Linked DNA regions of Anas platyrhynchos: region 1 is linked to region 2. The links are chromatin contacts, called in public Hi-C maps. All regions are on one chromosome and are shown on one strand. Each heading gives the region's core, a stretch centred on a gene start, on an enhancer-like site or on the middle of the called end of the contact. The rest is flanking DNA. Distances are from core to core; before and after follow the strand shown. Region 1 has its middle 7.9 kb from the start of PLCE1. Region 2 overlaps PLCE1 (phospholipase C epsilon 1).

Region 1 (5,839 bases), core at 435-2,934, 41 kb before region 2:
TGGGTTCATCTGAATATTAGATATTTAGAATATTAGAATATTCTAGTTTTGCATGAAAGTAGTGCAGGTATGCTGTCTGAGCAGTTGACAAGCATGTTGTACCTACTGCCCTGTTTTTCTTCTGTTTAGGGGGGTTGCAGAAACATTGCCTGTTTGGCCATGACTTTTACTGGGGGGACAGGGACAGGGAGTGACACCTATGAGGTTCCCAAGCAGGTTCTCCATTGTGGGTGCTCAGGCAGAGTATGTGCATCTCTTTGTTCCTAATCTCCAGGGCCCCACTGCCAAATGTTTCCAATGTCAGGGATCTCCAGGAGCTGCTACGCTGGTAGCTCTGGCACAGGAGGATAGACAGGACCAGGTCTGCTGGATGAGTCTCGTCGTCAGACCCACTGATGGAATGGAAAAGTCAGGCAAGCTTCTGAGCACAGCAGCACAATGCTTGAAGCATAGTTGACTTCAGGAGCAATTGTTCCAACTTCAACTTAATTAAAGGCAGGGAAATATTAGGAAGAGAGGAGGCGATACATTTAACTGCTCTGAGCTAGGAAAAATACTCGTCAATCTGCTTTCCATTGAAAGGTTAGCTGGAGGATTTTTTGCTGGGGTTAGCTGGCACTAGTAGGTGTTCTATTTAATAGGAAGTGCTGTAAAGTTTTGGGGAAGCTAAGGAACATTAAAGGAGAGATTTTTTTTTAATATAACTTGGAAAGGTATGTGGCAAATCCCTTTTCTTTCATATAAAGTGCAGTGTGAGTCAGATACTAATGTTTATTTTATACTTTCCATTTGTAATTTATTTCATAAACCAAATGTTGCTTTACATTACTGTGTAAGCTGTTCAGCCACTATCACGTTCTGATCAGGAAGTGGAAGAAAAAGTGGTATACTTTTCAAAAGTAATCTTGATTGTGTGCTTCTTTTGCTCTACCAGAAATATTTTATGCCAACCAGTGCCTTGTAATAGATGTATTCAATTTCTTCATTAAACATATTTATATGGTGTGAATGAGACTCTGCTTTCTGCTATTTGTAGTAATGTATGTAGGAAGTCCATATGAAAACACTTAGCCGATGTTCTTCACTCTTGCCATATGGCAAAACATTTCTTCATTATTAAAAACGGGGAACGACAAAGAAATGCTACAATCCAAAATCTCCTGTGGGAGGGTTACAAATAGCAAGGTAGGCTTTCCTGTCCCAGAAGCCTGGTTTGCTCATGTTGTTCATCTTGCTATTCTGCTTCCCTTGCAGAAACAACACAGTTGTATTTCCCCTGCAATTCATTAGTTCTTAATCTGAAATAAAAAACAGGTAGCTGATTGCAATTTATGATGTTACGAATGCAGTTAGGCTATGTTGTATTTTTAGGGAAAGAGGGTGTGAAATTAACTTTTTTTTTTTAAAAAAGATAAGGAAACTGTAGGAATTAAGGATTAACCATATTTCCTGCATCAACAGAACTGTCAAATATTAATGCAAGTTTCTATTGCACATCATTTTGACAGACACACCTTTAGAGAACAGCCTGCTCTGTCTCATCTTCACTAAGAAGGGTTGTGGGGAGAAAGAAGGGAAAGGAAAAGTCAGGGAAAATCTTTGTTCTTTCAGTGGCAGCTCTCTGTAGCAAAGCCCTCGTGATGAGCTCTGTCTGTCTCACTGGGTACAGATTTAGGGAAGAAAAGGAACAGTTTGTTCTCTTCTGATTATATAAGAATACCCTTGACAGTGTGTTGCTTACTTCAGATTACAACTCTTATCCCAGGATTAGAATGGAAGAAAATAAAAACGCTAGTGTTAAACACTTTTTTTTTTTCTTTAATATGCCTTTCTTGAAACCTGGAAACCTTGGTTTCTAGGCAGTGGGTGTTATTTTATGTTAGCCTGTAACATTCTAGACGTCATAGTTTTGCTCAACAAACTTGTACACTCTTTTTCTCGAGGGGAATATTCTTGGCAATTTGATTTAGCTCTTTCAAATTTTCTAGAGGACACTTGTCTTTCCAAGTTCTGTGCTTCCACAGACATTTTGTAATGTTTTTCTAATGTGCCTTTAGTCTCCTGTTATTGGATATTTAGAGCTTCATTTCAGGATTGAAAGCACTTCTCTACAGTCTTTGTTGATCAATTTTTGAGAGAAAACAGATGTCGTCTTTCATATGTACACTTAAAAATATCTTCCAGATAGGTAATTAAAGAAAAATCATTGTCCACATTTAATTTCCCTCATGTAAGTCTTGGTGTATTAGGAACTTCTTGACAGAGGCATGCAGAATTAAGCTGCATTTTTTAACATGCAGCCTAGTTCTTTTCTTGAGGTAAAGGGATCTTTTTAGACCCCCTGAATTTTATAGAGATCATACCGTGCTTTCATACAACTTCCTCTAAAGTACGCTGGCTGCCTACAGCTTCTGAGCTGTGCTCACTGTTATCTGTCAGAGGTGAAAGTGAGGGCAGGGTTTTGTGTCCTCCAGGGAAAGGGAGAATTGTGTGTGCAGAGTTTTCAGGGTTCTAAAGCTGCTGGTGTCTTTGCTTAATGTCTTTACCTGTCAATTTTGGTTTTGCAACTTTTGTGGTAATTTCATGTGCATGTATTATACATGTGTTACCATGCTTTGAGGAATTTTTGGCTAGATTGTTCAGGATTTTCAGTATTAGTTGTCTAATAACAGCATGTATATATTTTCTTAGCCATAGCATATGATTCAAGATGTAATTAGTGTCCCAGTATTACAGTGTAAGAACATGTCTATAAAACACAGTGTATGGCTGTTTTGATGAAAGGAAATTTGGAGATACTGCTTTTATAAAGCTGAAAGCTGCAGAGCAGATGTGGAAGAATTACTGCAAGGAATCTCAGCTGGCATATAAAACAGAAGCTGAAGTTTATTTTCTTTTTATTATAGAAGAAAGAACACTTTACAAAGGTTCTGTTCTATTTAAGATTACACAGATCTGAGTTTTTCAGGACTAGCTATGAAATTACGTGCACTGATGTGGCACTTAATGGAACAAGGCAACTTTTTTTTTTTTTCTTTAAATAGTTAGTAGAAGAAGTTCACACATTGATTGAAAAATGCATATTTTTAGAATTTACAGTAATTTTAATAATGTTCCCCATCCATCAAGAAGGATGTAATAGATATTGAAAAGTTCATGTCCTTTTTTAATTCTGCAAGAAATGAGCAGAATAGTAATTACACTTTTTGCAGTCTGACTGTCTGGCTACGTTGATGGAAAGTCCTGGTCATACATACTCATTTCTGAATAACCATTAAGTTAACCACAAGTACTCCCATACTTTCACATTTTCAACACCTAATCAGCCAACCTGAATTTGTAGAAAACAGTATTATTTACTTGTCTTTTATTGATCTCAGTAAAACATTGAAGTGCCAACCAGGATAAAACATGGGTTTTATGGCATTGCTGAAAGATTTTTCTCGCTTTATTTTCTTTTTCAACTAATTAATAATTGTAATGCTACACTAGAATTGCAGAAAAGTGTGAAGTGCTTTTCATGACCTTTCAGAACAATTTGGGCAGTTAATGGACTTACTTGCTTTTCATAAATCTAAATTTAGAGCAATATGATTGTTACTTTTTATTCTATTGTTAGCACTTCTAAAAAGATGATATGGTGAAACCAAATCAACAAATAATAGGTTTCCACATGCATCTTTTATGCCTCTAAGTACCCAAGAAATTGCAATGAACTTATGCACCAATCAACTGCTGCAGGTGGTGTCACTGTGTTGCTGGGGCAGTCACAGCTGCAGGAACTTAATCTAAAAAGTGGATTGCTTAAGTGTAACATCACAGAAAGTAGTCTTCCATCGCTGATGGAGAAGACGGATACCACCTGTCAGATGTTTATTTTGTCCAGAGTTCCCATGTGCTAGCAAATGCCAACCAAAGCTGCCACAAAAACAAACAAACAAGAAATAATTGGTTGCACATTGGGCTATCTCAATAGTCCAATCCTATGCTTTCTCAGTAAAATCGATACAGTTTTTTTTTGCCAAGCTGCAATAAACTAACTGCTTAAATATATGTTTTAAATCTACCTCAGTTTGATTGTTTTTAAGGAGAAAAACAATAGCAATGCCTTCTCACTCAGGAGCTACATTGGAAAAAGACACATGAGGGGCTGGGCTCCTCAAGTGCTGCATCGTGCACGCAAACCCGCCTTGGTTTCCTGAGCACCATGTGTGTTATGCTCTGGGTTTGGAAGCTCTCCATGCATGACAAAACGGGGGATTCCAAAATGCAGAGTGATGAGGGGGAAACTGGCTAGCATTAGGCGAACTCCATGTAAAATGGAGTTTCCAAGTTGCGCGGTGGAGACTGAGGACTCAGCTTACCTCATGAAGGGCTCCCTCACTTTCAACTCCCCTTTATTTGTAATTAATTCCTTACAAATTTACTTCCTTTTACTTCCTTTTGTCCTCTTCAGACACTTTTGTCAACATCCATACATATCCCCGTGTTTGTAATGCCTCTTTTTCTAGAATATTAGTTCCCCCAAAGCTTTGTGTGCTCATATTCCTGAACACGCCTGCTTTCTCAATGTAATGGCAGTGTTAGCAGTCATTCAGCCAACCAGGGCATTAGTAGCAGATCAAAGTGCCTTACACCTAGGGTTATTCCTCAGAAAGTGTAAAGTGCCTTCTTGAAAGTACTGAACTCAGGTAGGAGAATATGATAAATATGAAGCAAACACATGATGAAGACATTCAGAGTATGGATTTTCAGAAAAATGCTTTGCACCAGATTGAACAGCCAAACCTGCCAGTTATTTTTATTTAAACTCTATCCTAATTCATAAAAATGATACAAAAGCTTGTTAAGATAACTCCGGTACATTTAGACTTTATTGCATAATACTTAATGTCCCAACCTCAATATTAGAACAGGTTCTGAAAAGCTCTGCCTTGATGTTTACTTGTAGGATATGACAAGCTCTCACTATGTTGTGTACATCAAAATTATATAGAGCTTTGATCCATCCTGTGGACTTTGAATGACTGCATTTCCAGCAATCTGAGTTATTGGAGAGGTGGAAGGAACATATATTTACATGTTATATATGTATATGTACATACACACACATACACATGTAACATCTATCTATCATAACTAGAGTTGGGTAATGCCCACATTAGTGCTGTGGAACAGTTATCAGTTTCTGCGAGACACACTTTCATTTTGATATTACTAATTTCAAGAAGGTCGTGTATTATACACGTGTCAAATACCCTATTTTGATGTGAAGATTGCATAGTGTTAGCAAATAGGATTTGCTTTTTTCAAGTATTCAAACTTATAAAAGATTTCTCTTAGTCGTGAGCTGATAAAGTTTCATTTACAGGCATGTCCTTTAAGAACAGCTGGAGAAGAAACAGACACAAAATGTTTGATAGCATTGAACTTTGTGTGTATGTACAATAAATACATAACTGTGGCCTTATTTAGCTGTAGTATGGGCGAGTTTTCTGTAGCACAAAAAACAAGTTATGCTAGTGATATATAGTATCAGATAACACGCTTAAGTCCTACGAGAACAACAGCTTATTGGAAAAGGCAACAAAACTCCTGGCAGTTTACAGAATTCCATCCCCATTTCCTCCATGTTATTAATCATTAAATTTCTATACGTGCATGTATCTGTATCTGTGCAAAGGAACAAGTTTGGGGAAATTTCAAAGGAAAACACTACAAGATTTTGAGATACACTTTTTACATAGTGGGCACTTTGAATAATCCAATAAGAAGTAGCTGAACATTAAGAAGAGCAGAAGTACTAACTCTGAATTTTTAAACTAATTTAAAAAAATAT
Region 2 (5,490 bases), core at 2,577-5,076:
CCAATTTGACTTGAGTTCCTTAGCTTTAATATGCTTGAATTTTTCACCAGTTCAAACCACTGCCATGTAATACCAAATGCATATCATTTTAGGGTGTGAGGGATTTAATTAGAAGACTTCTGTGTATTTCGTACTCAGAAATAAATGTAATAAGTTCTTACTGAATAATAACTTAAATAGGAAAAATTCTGTCTCTGAACAAAAGAAACATGTACAGTGAAGCAATCTGCATAACTACAATTCAGAGAGTGTTTTATCATCAGAAAAAGTTGAAGAATGCATATTTCTAAGTTTTTTTTTTTTCTTTCAGGTGGTGGCTACAAAAAAATTCCTTCTTACTAATTGCTGTATTTGATTTCTTTACATATAATGTGCATCAAACATGCTTAGCATTTTTCTCCGTTATTTTAGTATCATGTTATTTTTGTAATAATATGGCTGTATTTATGTGTTATATTATTAGTCTCATAGATTTTTTTACACAAGCATGGAAATTAACTCAGTGGACGTAACAAATACACAGACCTGTTGTTCATACACTGTGGGTTAAAATAATTCAATGAATTATGGTCATTTGTAGGAAGCTTTCATACCAATAATCAAATGAAGGATAAAGTAGTAAATGAATGTAGTAATTTGTTCTTTCTTTCCTCTTATCTCACCCTTAGAGCATGCATTCTGTTTGAAACAGCTAAATGAACAGTAGTTCTGTTCTTTTGGGGGGGAAAAAGTCAGAGAAATTAAGTTTTCATAGAAGTGCTGGTGTAGCATGGAACAATAGAGACCTTTATATTTTAAGTAGGAAAATGTGGGTCTCATTTGTGCATATCCCTTACATAAAAATTCTAGTGCTAATAAAGGAAAGACACTGAACTGTGCTACTTTTTTTTCTTTCTCTACATAGGAGGGTCGAGATGAGGCTTTGAATTATACAGAAAATGCATATATATTTAATGCACTTTTAATGATTACTGTTTAGAGATATTTTATATACAGATTAGACTCCTATGCTCTGACCTTAATGTATGCATTGCATAAGAGATTTTTTAAAATATTTTGAAATTTTGCATTAGTTTTTGTAGCTGTATACAGTGCAGGGCTTACCCTTACCATGGATGTGTGTAATATGACTGTTATAACTCCGTGAGAAATTTGCTTTTCAGTGTTGAAACAGCGAATGAGTAGTAGTAGTTCATCATAAAGGTGTCCCAAATATGAAGAATTTGCCATAGAAGCAAATACTGAGAGCACGAGTATTGGTGTTAGCTTTGTTTGGTCTGGCTGCTTCTCTGGGCCACCTCAGCTGCATGATATTAGCAGTCTGCATAATTCTGAAAGGCCAAGTTTCTAGAATCATTGAACCACCAGCATCTGAGAGATACTAGGTTCGTAGTGCTGAAGTTGGCTTCTTTTTTTGTTGATATGCTGCTGTTGTGGTGGTTGCAATGCACTATGACTCAAGTACCCGGGTCCACCAGTGAATGCGATGTTAGACGAGCAGCTCACTAGACTACCTCAGGGTGAGTCTTTCAAACAAGGCAGGTGATCTTAGGATCTCCAGATGACAGCTGCAACAACATAGTTGCGATCTGTAATAGCTGAATTCTGTAGCTAAGCTAATTTTGTGGGCGTATGGGCCGTCTTTGCTGTGTCATTACATTCCTGATGCCAGTAGTTTGCGCTTTAAGAAGCAAGAATTCTGCTGGTTGTCTTAACTTCGGTCAGCTAAATGTTAGTGCAGTAATGTCAGTAGTGCAGTAGCTCTTGGTAGAACCTAACATCTAAGAACATGTCAGTAATGGAAATGACATCTGTAACATGCTGTTTCACTCATATGACTGATATGATTTTGAAAGCTCGTGAGTGTGGCCACATGAAGGCACGTGGTGATAGGAGTAGGAGTTGTACTAGTGAAGTTATTCTGCCAGACTCCGTGAGTTTCCCAAGCCACAAAGCAGAAATCAAACAAAACCCCTCCACCTTATAGGTTTTCACTTTTCTTTTCTTTTTTTTTTTTTTAATGTGTTTTTATAGGAAATTCAGATCTAGGTTTGCTATGGTAGCATCATTCTGATAGGATTATGTGGTTTTCCCACAGTTTTTTTTTTTTTTTTCTTTCTTGCTCCATACTTAAAAGGTTGGAATCTTTTAAATGGACTCTGTCCCAGTTTGCATGCATACCTAAAATACAGCATTGCTCTTTGTATTAAAATTTATGCTATACTCATGATTCTATAAAAGAGATAATGCACAATAATTTCAAACTACAGACAGATTTGGGGTTTGATTTTTTTTTTTTTTTTTTTACTTTGAAATAAAATTTCTAGTCCATCATTGAAAAGAATTTACAAAAAAAAAATTAAAATGACATGAAGCACATAATCTGCAAGCTGTTGGGGGTCCGTTCCACACTGACAATTTTTCTCTGTGCGTAAGGATTTTGCCTGTTAGTAGTGATGGTATGTTTTTAAACTTAAAGGTTTATGTTCATATTCATATGTTAAAGTAGTTAGCATTTACTATCTGGACCTGAGTTTTCTTTTCTTTTCTTTTTCTTTTCTTTTTTCTTTTCTTTTCTTTTCTTTTCTTTTCTTTTCTTTTCTTTTCTTTTCTTTTCTTTTCTTTTCTTTTCTTTTCTTTTCTTTTCTTTTCTTTTCTTTTCTTTTCTTTTCTTTTCTTTTCTTTTCTTTTTTCTTTCATGGGAGTTAGTCTTTTGTTTAAAAAAAAAAGTGAGCAAAATTGGCTGTTTGGAGTAAAAATTCAGGGAAGCAAAAGAGAAGCCAAATAGGCAAGAAATTATGTTTTCCTTTCAGTAAGTGCTGTAAAAATATATTGAACTTTGTTAAATGGAGCTCTATACTTATATTTGCTTTGGGTTGAGTTACTTCAGTTTTATAGGCTAGCTTTAAAAATAGGAAATTTAGCCTCTGTCTGTAGAAGTAGTCAATGTTATTGCCATAACGCGTGATAGAGTTAGAGATAAATCTCTAGATAGTTTGTGTCATTTTGTAGTTGACTTATAGCTTTAACAATCTGGGGTCAAATGATGAACAATAAGTTTTAGCTGTGAGCACACTTAAGTATTCAGAGCCAATAGTGTGGGAGTCTTGGCAAGAGCAATGTATTATGCCTTCAGTTTTTCCACATTTTCTGACTTTCCTTCTAGTGACTGCTCACCAACTGTAAAGAAGCATGAAGATCTGTTTTAGAAAATCTCCCTGCAGCACATTAAAGAGTTCATTTTAGAGTGTTAGAGTGTTAAGGTTGGACACTGTTCTGAATTCTTTCTCAGGTGAAACTAACTTATCTCCATTACATATATGAACTGTTGAAAAGTTTGCGTTGCTAACTCTGGTATGCTTGAATAAAAGCAGTGACATATAAAGATCACTATGGCAAGTGAATAATTAAAATCTGAATTTAGGAGGTTTCATTTATATTTTAATTTATCTTCCTTTTTTACAGTCTTCTGGGATGTTTCAAAAAGTTTTCTAAAATAGAATAAGCTTGGGTTGACAGTAATTGGTAGGCATATAACTTATTGTTATGAAATTTCAAGAAAACTTTGTCGTAAAATGATACTTGCCACAATATTTAAGGCATCTTCCATGAGACGTAAGGGTATTTGGTTTATTTATGAAAAGCGATTTGATGTTGTATGGTTATGAGCCCCTGGGCACAAGGAATTTCGGCTGAAAACACAGACTGGTGACAACTTAAAAAAGGAATAAAAATTGAACTTAATCCAGCTGTCAGGTACTATCCAAAGACATACGAGCTGCAGTGTTAAGGGTCAGGAAAACTCTGAGGGTGCTCCCACAGCAAGCAGAGCCAATGACATCAGCGCAGCGGCTGGATCCGGGGTGACTCAGGGCAGTGAGACAACACACAGCTTTCTGCAAGAATGTCGGAAGTGGGGCAGTGCTGGAAACATTCAGCTCTCACATTTGTAGCTGTTTTTTTCTTCTAATAATTTCACTCAAAAACTGTCTAAGTGAAAGCTGTTCCCTTCCTGCAAAATATGCCTCAGTGCTGCAAATTGTGTGATGGGATCCATTTTTAATATTTTGAAACTGTAACTGGATGCAGTCATTTTTGAGCTGAGATTGAAGCCTCATTCTTGAGATGCACTCATCAATCCCCTAGCTGAGAGAGGAAAATATGTTGGATTGGCTTGTGATCATTCTTACTTACAGATGTTATTCTTGTCTTCCCATTTGTATAAGATTCAGAAGAGTCTTTTCATCTCTGTAGTCATAACCGTTGCTGTACGAAGTTATGATTTCCTTTGAATAATAAATAGATTCCTACAGATAAGTATGCTATCACAGTATGGGAATTGCAGCAGTAGCAAAAAAATAAAAATAAAAAAAAATATATATATATATATTGCAACCATTTGTGGTAGGACTCTGAATAATTTAACTCCTGTGAAAATAAAAGCTTTTTCTTTTTTTTCCCTTAGCATTTCCAGTAACTGTAATACCTGTTGATTTTCACCAAAATTTGGACTTCAATTCTATAATAAAATAACATGAGCTTCTTCTCAGATGATTAGAGATGGTTCTTATACTCTCCATGTTTATTGTGATTTTATTCTCCTGACACTAAAAATTGTTTTCAAACAATCAGCAATTTTACTTCATTAGTAAAACATGGGCAAAACAAAGGATTATTATTGATGGCACTAGTTCCATGTTACAGCAATTTTAATTCTTAGAGTTCAGGATTTCCCTTCAAATATTAGAGAATGGGTGAAATCCTGGTCATACTGAAATCGATTTAAAATCTACTATTGAGGTAAACTGACTTGAAGAGAGAAAAAGAATGTGGAAAATGGAGCTATCGCTTTCACAGGACCCATAATTTTGCATCAAATACTTTAAGAACAAGACATACACCAAACTTATATTAAGTGGTTGTTTTAAAACTATAATTTTAAACAACAGCAACAAAGTTCATGTGAATATTGAAGATGAATTGTGGAAGCTGCAATTAGTAACTTGGTATATAAAACCGCTTTCAGTACTCTTCCACTGCACATAGCTACTTATTGTTTATGTTACCACACTGCTTGGAAGCCTTTCTTCTGGATTGAAATCTGTTGTCCTCAGTGTTTTACAACCCCTAAAGATCTTATCTGCTTTGCAGACTTAGAGGCAGTTGGTAATGCGTACATTCAGGTGCTGGAGGAGACCTAATTGCTCCCTAGAACTTCCCTGCTGAGGCTAAATTTTCCCTTATCTCAACAAGCTTAGGTAGTTGTGCCTCACTGTAGTCTGCAGAAGAGAGATATCCTGTTTCCAGTAGTTTAAAAACCAAAAACATGTTTTTTCCTCACTCACTCCAACTTTTAATATTTGGTAATTTGAGATTACCAAAATAAAGGTCTAAATGATTATTCTGAATAGTTTGTCTTTCAGCAAGAACCTAAGGAAGTATCTGAGCTGTGGAGAATTGTTTTAAATATTGCTGTGAGATGGATCAAGA

The links. A called contact is a pair of places that touch in the nucleus more often than the background predicts.
Region 1: a contact with region 2 is called in a Hi-C map of subcutaneous adipose tissue, with 1.9 times the contacts expected there. The contact joins two enhancer-like sites. A contact is called at or near these places in 3 of 8 Hi-C or Micro-C datasets (skeletal muscle and subcutaneous adipose tissue).

The regions. Positions count from the first base shown.
Region 1 is chr6:24,614,441-24,620,279 of IASCAAS_PekinDuck_T2T, reverse strand. No RefSeq gene overlaps it. Among named protein-coding and RNA genes, the nearest start is that of PLCE1, 7.9 kb to the right of the region's middle. Within about 2 kb of position 1,684, at least 2 of the 8 cell types and tissues checked have an H3K27ac peak or open chromatin away from gene starts, as enhancers often do. A contact at or near this core is called in subcutaneous adipose tissue, where this site is marked.
Region 2 is chr6:24,576,262-24,581,751 of IASCAAS_PekinDuck_T2T, reverse strand. All of the region lies in intron 3 of PLCE1 (phospholipase C epsilon 1), which reads left to right. Among named protein-coding and RNA genes, the nearest start is that of PLCE1, 30 kb to the left of the region's middle. Within about 2 kb of position 3,826, at least 3 of the 8 cell types and tissues checked have an H3K27ac peak or open chromatin away from gene starts, as enhancers often do. A contact at or near this core is called in subcutaneous adipose tissue, where this site is marked.